Linked DNA regions of Sus scrofa: region 2 is linked to region 1. Evidence: chromatin contacts called from public Hi-C data. All regions are on one chromosome and are shown on one strand. The core of a region is the stretch at or near the end of the contact, and the rest is flanking DNA. Distances in the headings are between cores, read along the strand shown. Region 1 overlaps LOC110255791 (a long non-coding RNA gene). Region 2 overlaps LOC110255792 (a long non-coding RNA gene).

Region 1 (4,697 bases), core at 1,807-4,306:
TCAGGTAACACTGTAATTGACTCTTGGAGGCTTCAGACTACGTGGCCTTGGCCAGATGAAAGTGTTTTCAGCCAACACATCAAACTCAATGTATTTTACAATGCCAGTGGGACTGTTTTGTTAAGAAAGTTTAACATAATTAAATCTATCAATGGCATTTCATATAAAAAGTACCTGTCCAGAAAGGTAGGCTTATAAACATTTGGCCGTCAATGAAGAAGACGCCCCAGAGTTTTGTGCTGGAAACCAAAGAACAGCGAAAGGCGCTCAGTGTGCCCTGGGACTTGAATGAGGGTTCGCAGGGGGAGGAACAATGGGGTCTTTTGTTTCCCCCAAAAATCACGGTCATGAAAGTACGAGTTTAGAGTTGGAGGTCACTTTGGGCAAAGGTGAAAACCCTCCCAACAATTCCGACGCTCTCCCGGCAGTGATCTCGGAACACTGGAAATCTTGTGTGGCTATTTCAACACCTGCTCACCCCATCTTTTCTCATTTTCACCTTTGTGCTTTGCTCCCTGATGGGCTCCTGGCGGGGGGAGGGGGGGTCGCCATCACCCGCTCCCGCTTACATCCGCCGGCTGGACAGCAGCTGCTCCGCTCTGTGCAGAGAACCGCGGCGAGTGCTCGGGTGACTGGTGGGGGCGCGGAGGGGATGGTCCCCTTCCCTTTCTTCTGCACCACCTTCTTCGGAGTCTCGGAGGGCTTTCCACTGGCTCCCAGGTGTCTATGGATTTACCGCGGCCTTCATAGATGATGATAGACTTTGCCTCTTTTCCTCCAGGAGGACTCCGAGCCAGCAGTTCAGGAATTAGGCTCGACGTCGTTCACGGGGAGTCACAATAATTTTCCTGTAGTTTTACGCCACGGACGGGTCGAGGGTTGTGCGGCCCCCCCAGTCCTCAGTCCCCAAGGCCTGAAGTGGTGAGGTCTTCGCGGAGCTCTTGGCACTTTCCCTGAAGGCTGTGGGGTGTCAATCCTGGTTTTCCGGTCAGGTTCCAGCGAAGGCAATGCCTTTCTGACTTGTTCCACTTCCCCTGCCGTCGTGTCGGACACGATGCTCTCCTCCCTCTCTCCTGCGTGGTTCTGCCGAGCGGCTTGTGGGCTGGGAGCTGTGCCAGCCTCCTTTTTAACAGGTGAAAAGCGCTTCTAAGCCCTCGGGCGCTGCGGGGCTGGGCTCCGTCACCGATCGGCCTTGGGTCTGGCAGTTGGGGACCTCCCGTGGTCTGGTCTCCCGCCGGCCTGCTCCCCCCGCCCCGTGATGTGCCTAGGCGGCATGTCTTTGGCTGAGCTCAGCCCACTGATGACCCCCAGTCTGGTGGGGGTGCACCCCCGCTGACCAGGACGCCGGGGACGCGCAGAGATGGGGCGCCAGGCGTCTGGGGCTCCGCGGTACCTGACTGCGTGGCGGAAGGCGGGCAGGCTCGTGCCAAGGTCGCGGTGAGGACACCCAGGCCCCGGCTCTTTCTGTGTTCAACAGGCCGTCTTGGCGCTGGCCCTGTTGGCGGGACTGCCCGCCTGGGGGCTCCTGCCACCCCCTTCAGGCCTTTATCTCCGGGTGTCACTGTCACAGCAGCCCCGTACCTCACTGTCGTCAGTGGGCTCAGATTCTAGGCAGTGGCATCGGCAGGCATTTGCAGCACCTGTTTGTGTATGAAGACTGGTCAGCTGACTTTAGCGGTGGATGTAAAAGCCTCTTTTTTTGTGGCCGAAACCGCGTCGTTTCAGCCCTTTCCTGCCGTGATCTGCCTCCCCTCTGGGCGTGGGCGGCATGACTCTGGTCCCTCCTCCTCCGCCTTGGTCCAGGCTCACACAGGCCCTTCCTCTTCGTCTCCTCCTACACAGCTTGGACCAGGTTGCAGCATTTAACGGACTTTTCTAGGTTTCCAGAGTAATAGACTGATGTCTACAGTGAGGGATGCACAGCTCGTTCCTCTCACACCCTCGGGTGTCCGCCCCTCGCAAAGGTCTCTGCAGGCCGAGCGCCAAGCCTGCCTCCTGTTTGCAGAGTCTACCTCGCCACCCCCCGCCCTGCCCGGCATGCGCATGTCAGGTTGCATTCCAACCTGGGGTTCGGGGCTGCCATCCAGCCTAAAGCGCCCCCAGGAGGGCGGGTACTGAAGTGGCTGAGCCCCCCGAAGGAGAAGTGACGCTACCTTCCCAGGCCCAGGGGACAAGCCACCCCAGGGCCCAGGCCATCCCCTCACGGCGCTGGGGTTTAATATTCCCAGGCTCACAGAGGAGATGGTGGGGAATCAGCGTTTGACCACCTTCTCCTAAACTCTGCTTGCAGACTCGGGATTGGAACCTACGAAGGCTTCCCAAATGCTGACCCAGCCCTGCACCAAGCCGGCCCTGCACCAAGCCGGCTGCCAGAACCTCCCAGGAGCCGGTTTCGATAGAGAGGCGTCGCTGTGCCGCAGAAGAACCAGCACAGTTTTGGGTGAGTCTGAAAGCCTTGAACTTCATTTGTAGTAACCAGCTCTCTGGTGCACGCCGGCCACGCTGCTCTCAGACGCCCTCAGTCTGTCCCCTTGGGCTCCCTCCCTCCGGACAAACAAGTGATGAGATGAGAGCAGCACGTCTGAAGGTCCAGTGCAAGTCAGTGCCCGGGAGACAGTGTTTCGGAGACTGGCTGCACGACTGTCCTTCCCTCAGCCAGGACGGCCCCCAGGTTTGAAGGGCGTGTCCCCGTCCGTGACTGCTTACCGAGGGACCCTCTGTGACCGGCTTTCTGGGGAAGGTCAGAGGCAAATGACCCCACCCAAGGCTGTCTACGAGGGAGACCAAGCTGCATGTAGACAGTTCCAGGCTAATAAAAACTGATCATAAATTCCAAGTTATGGCCACGGATCCTCGGCGGGGACCAGAACCGGGGAGAAGTGGCAAACGGCAGGCAGAGAGCTGGGGACGGTGTCCCATGGTGTAAAGCATTAAGCCTGGAAGTGGGAGTCGGGTTTGGAAAGTCGCCTGGCAGGGAGGGTCGCGGGATGAGGATGAGGAGGGCGCCGGAGGCGTTGAGATGCTGCGTGGTGGGCACTCGATTCCAGGGCACTGGGGCTCCTTGGAGATGAACAGACACTCTCAGGGCTTCTCGTGGATGACGCCCTGGACGCTTGTGGGAGGGCGAGGCCAGGACGGGAGGCTGAGCCGTGCGGGAGGCTGCCGGCCTGGAGGTGGCAGGTCAGGGGCAGAGGGTGGGCTGGGCGGGTGAGGGAGGTGGCACGGCAGCCACAGAGGACTCGACCCAGGAGGCCCCCTGGCCTCCCTACGCTTAGGGCCCGGCAACACGTCACTCCTCCCCGCCGTGGGTCAGGCCGGTTTGGGAAGCGAAACACTTACTTTATTCTCCCTTGAAAACAAACTCTACATCATGGATCTGCCGCTAAAAAATGTTTGTGCTAAATTCCTGCTTCCAAGCCAGTGCCTGTGACTCAGATGGTGTGCATTTCAAAATTCTCTCAACATAATTTCACATAAAAAAGAAACATCTTACGTTGGGCCAACTCTGCTAAAACCAACTGCCTTGTATCAGTAGTACATAGCTGGATTGATTCATGGCACACAGCTTCAAAGACCTGGATAAGCATCTTTGTTTGCAAATTCCTTATTAACGTGGAGATAAATGTTACCATAAATTGAACTTTCATATTATGAGCTAAATTTGGGGGCGTTCAAGTTCATTTCCAGAATATTCGACAGCATGACTGTACGGGCAGCACGGCTCTTTCCCAGTTGGACGCAGTTGGGGGTTTTTTTTCTCCTTTTTCTTTAAGCGAGATGATAAACACTTAACAAGAAGATGGAGCTTGTGGAGAGGGGCCAGCAGAGAATGGCATCCTACGGATGGAATTCCACTTCAGACGCTGTGCTGGAGAGAAGCCCTCCTCGCGGGCTCCTCTGCCTTCTGATGATGCCGTTAAAACTGTGAAAACAGAGAAAGCCAAGTGTGTGGTCTTTGGCAATTTCGTAATCGTCTGTGCAGGAGACGGAGGGGTGGTTTGCTGGAAAAAGTGATAAGCTCTCTCTTTACGGTGACAGAAAACAGTTGCAGTTCAAGGATGCCAAGGGTCCCGCGGCCCCCCTTCGGCAGCCCGTGAGGCGACTGCCCCGTCCAGGTGCTGCTCTGGATGAAGGCCTTGGGAAGCGCCCCCCAGAGACGTCCTGAGGCCAGGGCTGCTGTCAGCCGGAAAAACGTGTAGAAATTAGCACGAGCAGGCTCAGAGGACCAGGCGCAGGGTTCTCCTTGCGGGGAACCTGCCGCGGGTTTCCTAGAGCGCCTGCGAAGCCTCCGCCTTCGACCAGCAGGTGCGAGGTCTGCCCCGGGTTTCTCTAACAGAGCTGGAGGGACCCTCTGCAGACTCGTTACTATTACTGGTGTCGTTGGGGTTTCCCCGGGAAGTGTCAGGCCGGCTAAAGCGGAGGCCCCTCTCCGAGGGCCGGCTTAGAACGACACAGCTCTTGAGGAAGTGGTCGTGCTTACAGTATGCCAGGCGAGCGCTCCCGCCTTTCAAACAGGTTTTCCCGAGGTGGGTTTTTCTCATGTCACGGGGGTAGCTCCTTGTACGCAGCAGGGCCTCTGTTTGTGGGAGGGTGCGTAGCAGACACCTGCAGGGAGCGGATGGCTGGTCAGCGTGTCTGCTGGGTCAGTTCAAGGCTCCTTTCTGAGCACAGCGCCAGGCCCCGGTCGCCCCCTGCAG
Region 2 (4,725 bases), core at 243-2,742, 400 kb after region 1:
CCTTAAGTCGTCTTTTGGCTGAACACAATTATACCTGTTTTAAACCAAACTCCTCCTCTTTCGCCCCACATCTGTTTATCCTCTTATTAACGACACCCTCAGCTTCATTTTTGAATTTTTTTGTGTTTTTAGGGCAGCACCCTCGGCACATGGAAGGTCCCAGACTAGGGATCAAATCGGAGCTGCAGCTGCTGCCTTATACCACAGCCACAGCAATGCAGGATCCGAGCCACATCGGAGATGTAGTCACAACTTGTGGCAGCACTGGATCCTTAACCCACTGAGCGGGGCCAGGGATCAAACCTGCGTCCTCATGGATGCTAGTCAGCGTCTCAGCCCCCTAAACCACAACAGGAGCTCCCTGTCTTTATATTTTTAAGTGTTTTGGGAGAACCCCAATATACTCAAGCCTACCGTATCTTACTTAGATGCGTCTAAATATTTTGTGTAGCCTTTGGCTTTCAGCAACTCAATGCATGATATTATTCAGTTAAGCATTTTTTTTAAACATAAGGATTTTTTTTCTTCTCTTTTATAACCAAAAGTCCCAGGTGGCTGTTTATTTGGCGTCTGAGGCCTCTCACTCTTCGTGCATAACACAAATTCCTCTTCACACCCCACATCATGTTCTTAAAATTTATTTGGTTCCTAAATGTCTATTTTCCTGTGACAGGTCTTTAATTCTATTCTGGATAATATTTTAATTTGCAACTTAATTTAGCTTTTTCATAACTTTGCAAGGTTTTTTTTTTTAAATCGATGATAAGCTCTAGGTATAAAATAAAATTATTTTATTCGTGTTTATAGTCTCACACAACCTAGTAGAATTCTGTCCATTACATGGGCATTTATTCTTTTCTCATCGCTGTATGAGTGCAATAAAAATGATCATGAACGAAGATGAACACGTCTCCACAGCCCTGCTCCAAAGACTAGCTGAAGACATGTTTCTTGACTTCGAAGTATTAACACACTGGTTTTAGAATAATATTAATTATTTTCTTTGAGGCACAAGTCAGCGAAAGCAATAAACACGTAAGTAATTTTTCTCCAAGTGTCTAAACTCTAAGCACATACGTTCTCTGAAAGCATATGATACTGTGTGAGGCCTTTACACGCCCCATCCATCCTCTGTACAAACACCTGCACAGCAACGGAAGTTTCTGGGTAAATTCAGGGTTCCACAGCTTGCCTGCCATCTCGACTGGGAAATCATCTGGCTATTATTTATCTTCATAAATAAGAAGAATTTATAAAGATTTACTATTTATTTTTGCAACTCTTTAAGAACAAAGTTTCTGAGACTATGTATTAGGACCTTCAAATCGAGATACAAAAGCAAACAGTAACTTTCACAGGAAACTTATCAGACGAACATGGTCATAAATGTGGTAAAAAAAAAAAAAAAGAAAAGAAACCTGCAACCATAGCAACCAGCAAACAGTGACAACAATGCCTCAAACTTTGTCCACCAGCTCCACCACACGGCCCTGTGAGAACTGACAGGTTATACTCAAAGGGAAAAGAAACTTGCCAAATATTTTCAAATACTTACTCATGGTGCATTGAATGTCTCATGGCCAAAGATAAAAAATAAGAATTTTGAAAGATAGTAAGAAGAAACAGCTTTTAGGAAGAACTAATGTGTCCCTTGGTTTTGTTGTAAGTTTAAGAGGTTATAAGAAGACCGGAGGTTCACACACACACACCCTCCCCCGGAAAACCAATGTCAAGATAAACTAACTCTGAATTTTAAACCAAATTTTTTTCTGCAGAATACTCTGCAATATTATTTTACAGTTTACCAGGTTGGATTGAAAGTTCATGGTTTGTTTCGTTCTACCCAGTATCTATTTTATGCAGCGGTCTTGTTCCACACACATCATCCCATCATTTCCAAAAATATCGAAAGATAGACAAACGGTCACCTCTTTCTAAATCTAAGAAGAGTTTAACAATGAGATTATTTCTTCAATTTCACTTTCTCATCTCCTCCCGCTCTTTGGCCTGTGCCCTCAAGTTGGAGAAAACCAGTGTACCTGAAAAAAATTAAAATTAATAAATTATCCGAAGCTGACCTGATTAATGAAAAGAGGGGGACGGACAGCTTGCGAGGGGTTCGCCTGCCCATCACAGGAGAAGGAAAACAAAGGTAGAAAGAGCGGAGGCAGGGAGGGCCCGTCCAGGCTCCCAGACCTGAGTTCCCATGTCTTCTGGGGTCTCCGGTCTAAGCTACTAGCACTGCGATGGGACTCGAGTACCTGCCCTGAGCTCACCCACTGACCCCAGGAAGACACAGCACGTCTGCTCACAGACACCAAGCAAGGCAGTTCCCGGAAGCCGCGAGGTACCTGCAACGCCGGGGGGGCTGCCGAAACCAACAGCATCACCCAAGATGGTTCTGAAGGGGTCGAGCCATTTAAGCAGATCTGCTTCCAATCCTGCTTCACCAGATGAGTTCCTAAACCCGCCAAGTGTAAACTGTGTTACCGACTATTGGTAACCAGATGCCCCCAGCCCGACGGGTGGTGCTCCCCAATTCTATCTATGGATTGCAGACCACAGCTCGTGCCACGCCTCTCTGGAGGCGAGGTTGGGCTTCCTTCCTTGGGCAGATGGGAGGACACCAACTCAGGCAGCATTTGCCCCCATCCCAGGAGATGCCATCGGGGAACCATGACGACACTCCGGATAGCAGGACTTTTTCACGGCTTCGCCCCTGCAGGGCACTGACTATTGCCAACAGGGAGCTGGCAGGTGACGGTGGCTCTCCTTGACCCTGGCACCAAGGTGGTGTCTGCAGGGTGGGGGGCCCATCCGATTGTGTTGGAGGTACAGCTACCGCATCCTTAAGTAGCTCACATCCTCGGGGCGACTTGCCAATAAGGAGACAATGACCCCTGCCTGCCACGGAGCACTCACCGCCGCCCGTCCTCGTCGGCTCTGTGTGCGCAGACACGTTTAGTGCCCGGCAAGACCCGTGCGCGGCAAGTGCTGTTAGGCTCACCCTCCTCTGCGTGGAGAAACCCGGACCTGGAGGCCCGGGATCCCGCGTCCAGGAGTGACTGGAACCCAGTCGGTGACTGTGGGGCTCCCCCGAGGATGAGGCTCTCTACAAAAGCAAGTCTGAAGTTCATACCTCGAGGTAACACATCCTTGGCCCCAGCGTTGGGGAAGGCAGGGCGTGTACAGGTGCCGCTCCAGGATGTACCTGCAACCGCAGAAGGAGGGTCACGCCTTGTCTGCGTCAAACTCTGGGCACAGCAAGGTGAGAATTTCTTACACTAAGAGTCCCATCTCCTCCTCACGAGCTGACTGCAGGAGCTACGAATCCGGCCCCGAGGACGGCGCAGAAAGCGTCCCCAGTTCATGTCTGCACGGTTCATCGCCCAAGAGCAGGCCGACGTGGAGCACCTGCCAGAAGTCGGCTGGGCTTCCCACCGTGTCTCATTCCATCTTCGCGACCCTGCAGGGTCCGTATGATCATTTAAGACATGGAAAGGCGTCTTCACCTGCAAAGGTGAAGACAGGAGGCTGCAAGTCCCAGGTCCTGAATTAAGTCCCAGCGAAGCCGACCTTCAAATCCACTTTGGGGAGATTTGTCCCATTTTATTCCAACGTTGAGACTTATGCTTTTTCCGTGATGATGCATGACGCGTCCAGGATGTGCCCTCACCCTCTTGTGCTCAGCCCCGCCGCCCAGAGGTACGGCGAGCGCAGGCCCTTCCATGTTCCAGCAAGAGGCGTTGTCGCAAGAGGCCATGCCCAGTGGGTGGCATGGGCACAGTGGCTGACTCAGCCGGACCCTGTGTGCGGCCACCCTTTGCTGCACTCAAACCATCACCCAGAGATGCTAGTGCTTTCCAGTGGCAGAATTTCAATCCATAAGCAATCAATAACTGCCGCAGAATCCCATGACAACTGCTGACTTTTCCATCAGAAATGTCCCCGGATCCACATTCTGTGCCATCCAACCCCAGACAGAGATGATACCCCCGGATTCACTTCTGGCATGAACAGCGTGATGGGCAGGTGGCTGAGAAGGCTGAGTGTGTGCTGGTTTCCTTGCAAAGGCGTCTGGACCCTCTGTGCCCAGGCCTTCACATGTCTCTCTTGAACCAAGGTTAACTCTCGACCCCCACGGCCTCTCGCAGGAGGGCCGGGCTCTTCATAACCACCCGTCACCTGCTCTCAGGGTCTCTCCCGCTGCCTCAATGAGCCCAACAACTTCCAGACAGGACTGCATTCGAATGAGTTTTCATCTCCTCTGAAGTCATCATTTGATCACCAACTTTTTTTTCTTTTTTTTAATTATTATTATTTTTTAATGGTCATTTCCCCAATGCCTTTTTTTTCTGCTGTACAGCATGGTGACCCCGTTACACCTGTACACATTCTATTTTCGCACGTTATCCTGCTCCAACCTAAGTGACTAGACAGAGTTCCCAGTGCTACACAGCAGGATCTCATTGCTCATCCATTCCCAAGGCAACAGTTTGCATCTACTCACCCCAAGCTCCCCGACCACCCCACTCCCTCCCCCTCCCCCTTGGCAACCGCCCGTCTATTCTGCAGGTCCCTGAGTTTCTCCTCCGTGATTGCCAACTTTCTGATCTTTACGAGGCACCTAAGTTTTCTAGTTTCAGAGAAGCACATGCTTGGAGAAGGGCCTTAATTTTTTCATCGTAACATTTAATTCTCACTTTACCCTTCACTTGCCTTTAA

What was found. Hi-C and Micro-C count contacts between places; a contact is called where the count stands out from the background.
Region 2: a Hi-C map of embryonic fibroblasts shows a contact between it and region 1, with 3 times the contacts expected there. The contact joins two enhancer-like sites. A contact is called at or near these places in 1 of 47 Hi-C or Micro-C datasets (embryonic fibroblasts) and 1 of 2 datasets of contacts at active chromatin or transcription factors (skeletal muscle).

What each region holds. Positions count from the first base shown.
Region 1 is chr11:1,818,170-1,822,866 of Sscrofa11.1, forward strand. LOC110255791 (a long non-coding RNA gene) reads left to right here. Exons shown (of 3, transcript XR_002336604.1): 2 at 2,291-2,440. Among named protein-coding and RNA genes, the nearest start is that of FGF9, 270 kb to the left of the region's middle. Within about 2 kb of position 3,057, at least 14 of the 83 cell types and tissues checked have an H3K27ac peak or open chromatin away from gene starts, as enhancers often do. A contact at or near this core is called in embryonic fibroblasts, where this site is marked.
Region 2 is chr11:2,223,884-2,228,608 of Sscrofa11.1, forward strand. All of the region lies in intron 2 of LOC110255792 (a long non-coding RNA gene), which reads right to left. Among named protein-coding and RNA genes, the nearest start is that of SGCG, 84 kb to the right of the region's middle. Within about 2 kb of position 1,493, at least 7 of the 83 cell types and tissues checked have an H3K27ac peak or open chromatin away from gene starts, as enhancers often do. A contact at or near this core is called in embryonic fibroblasts, where this site is marked.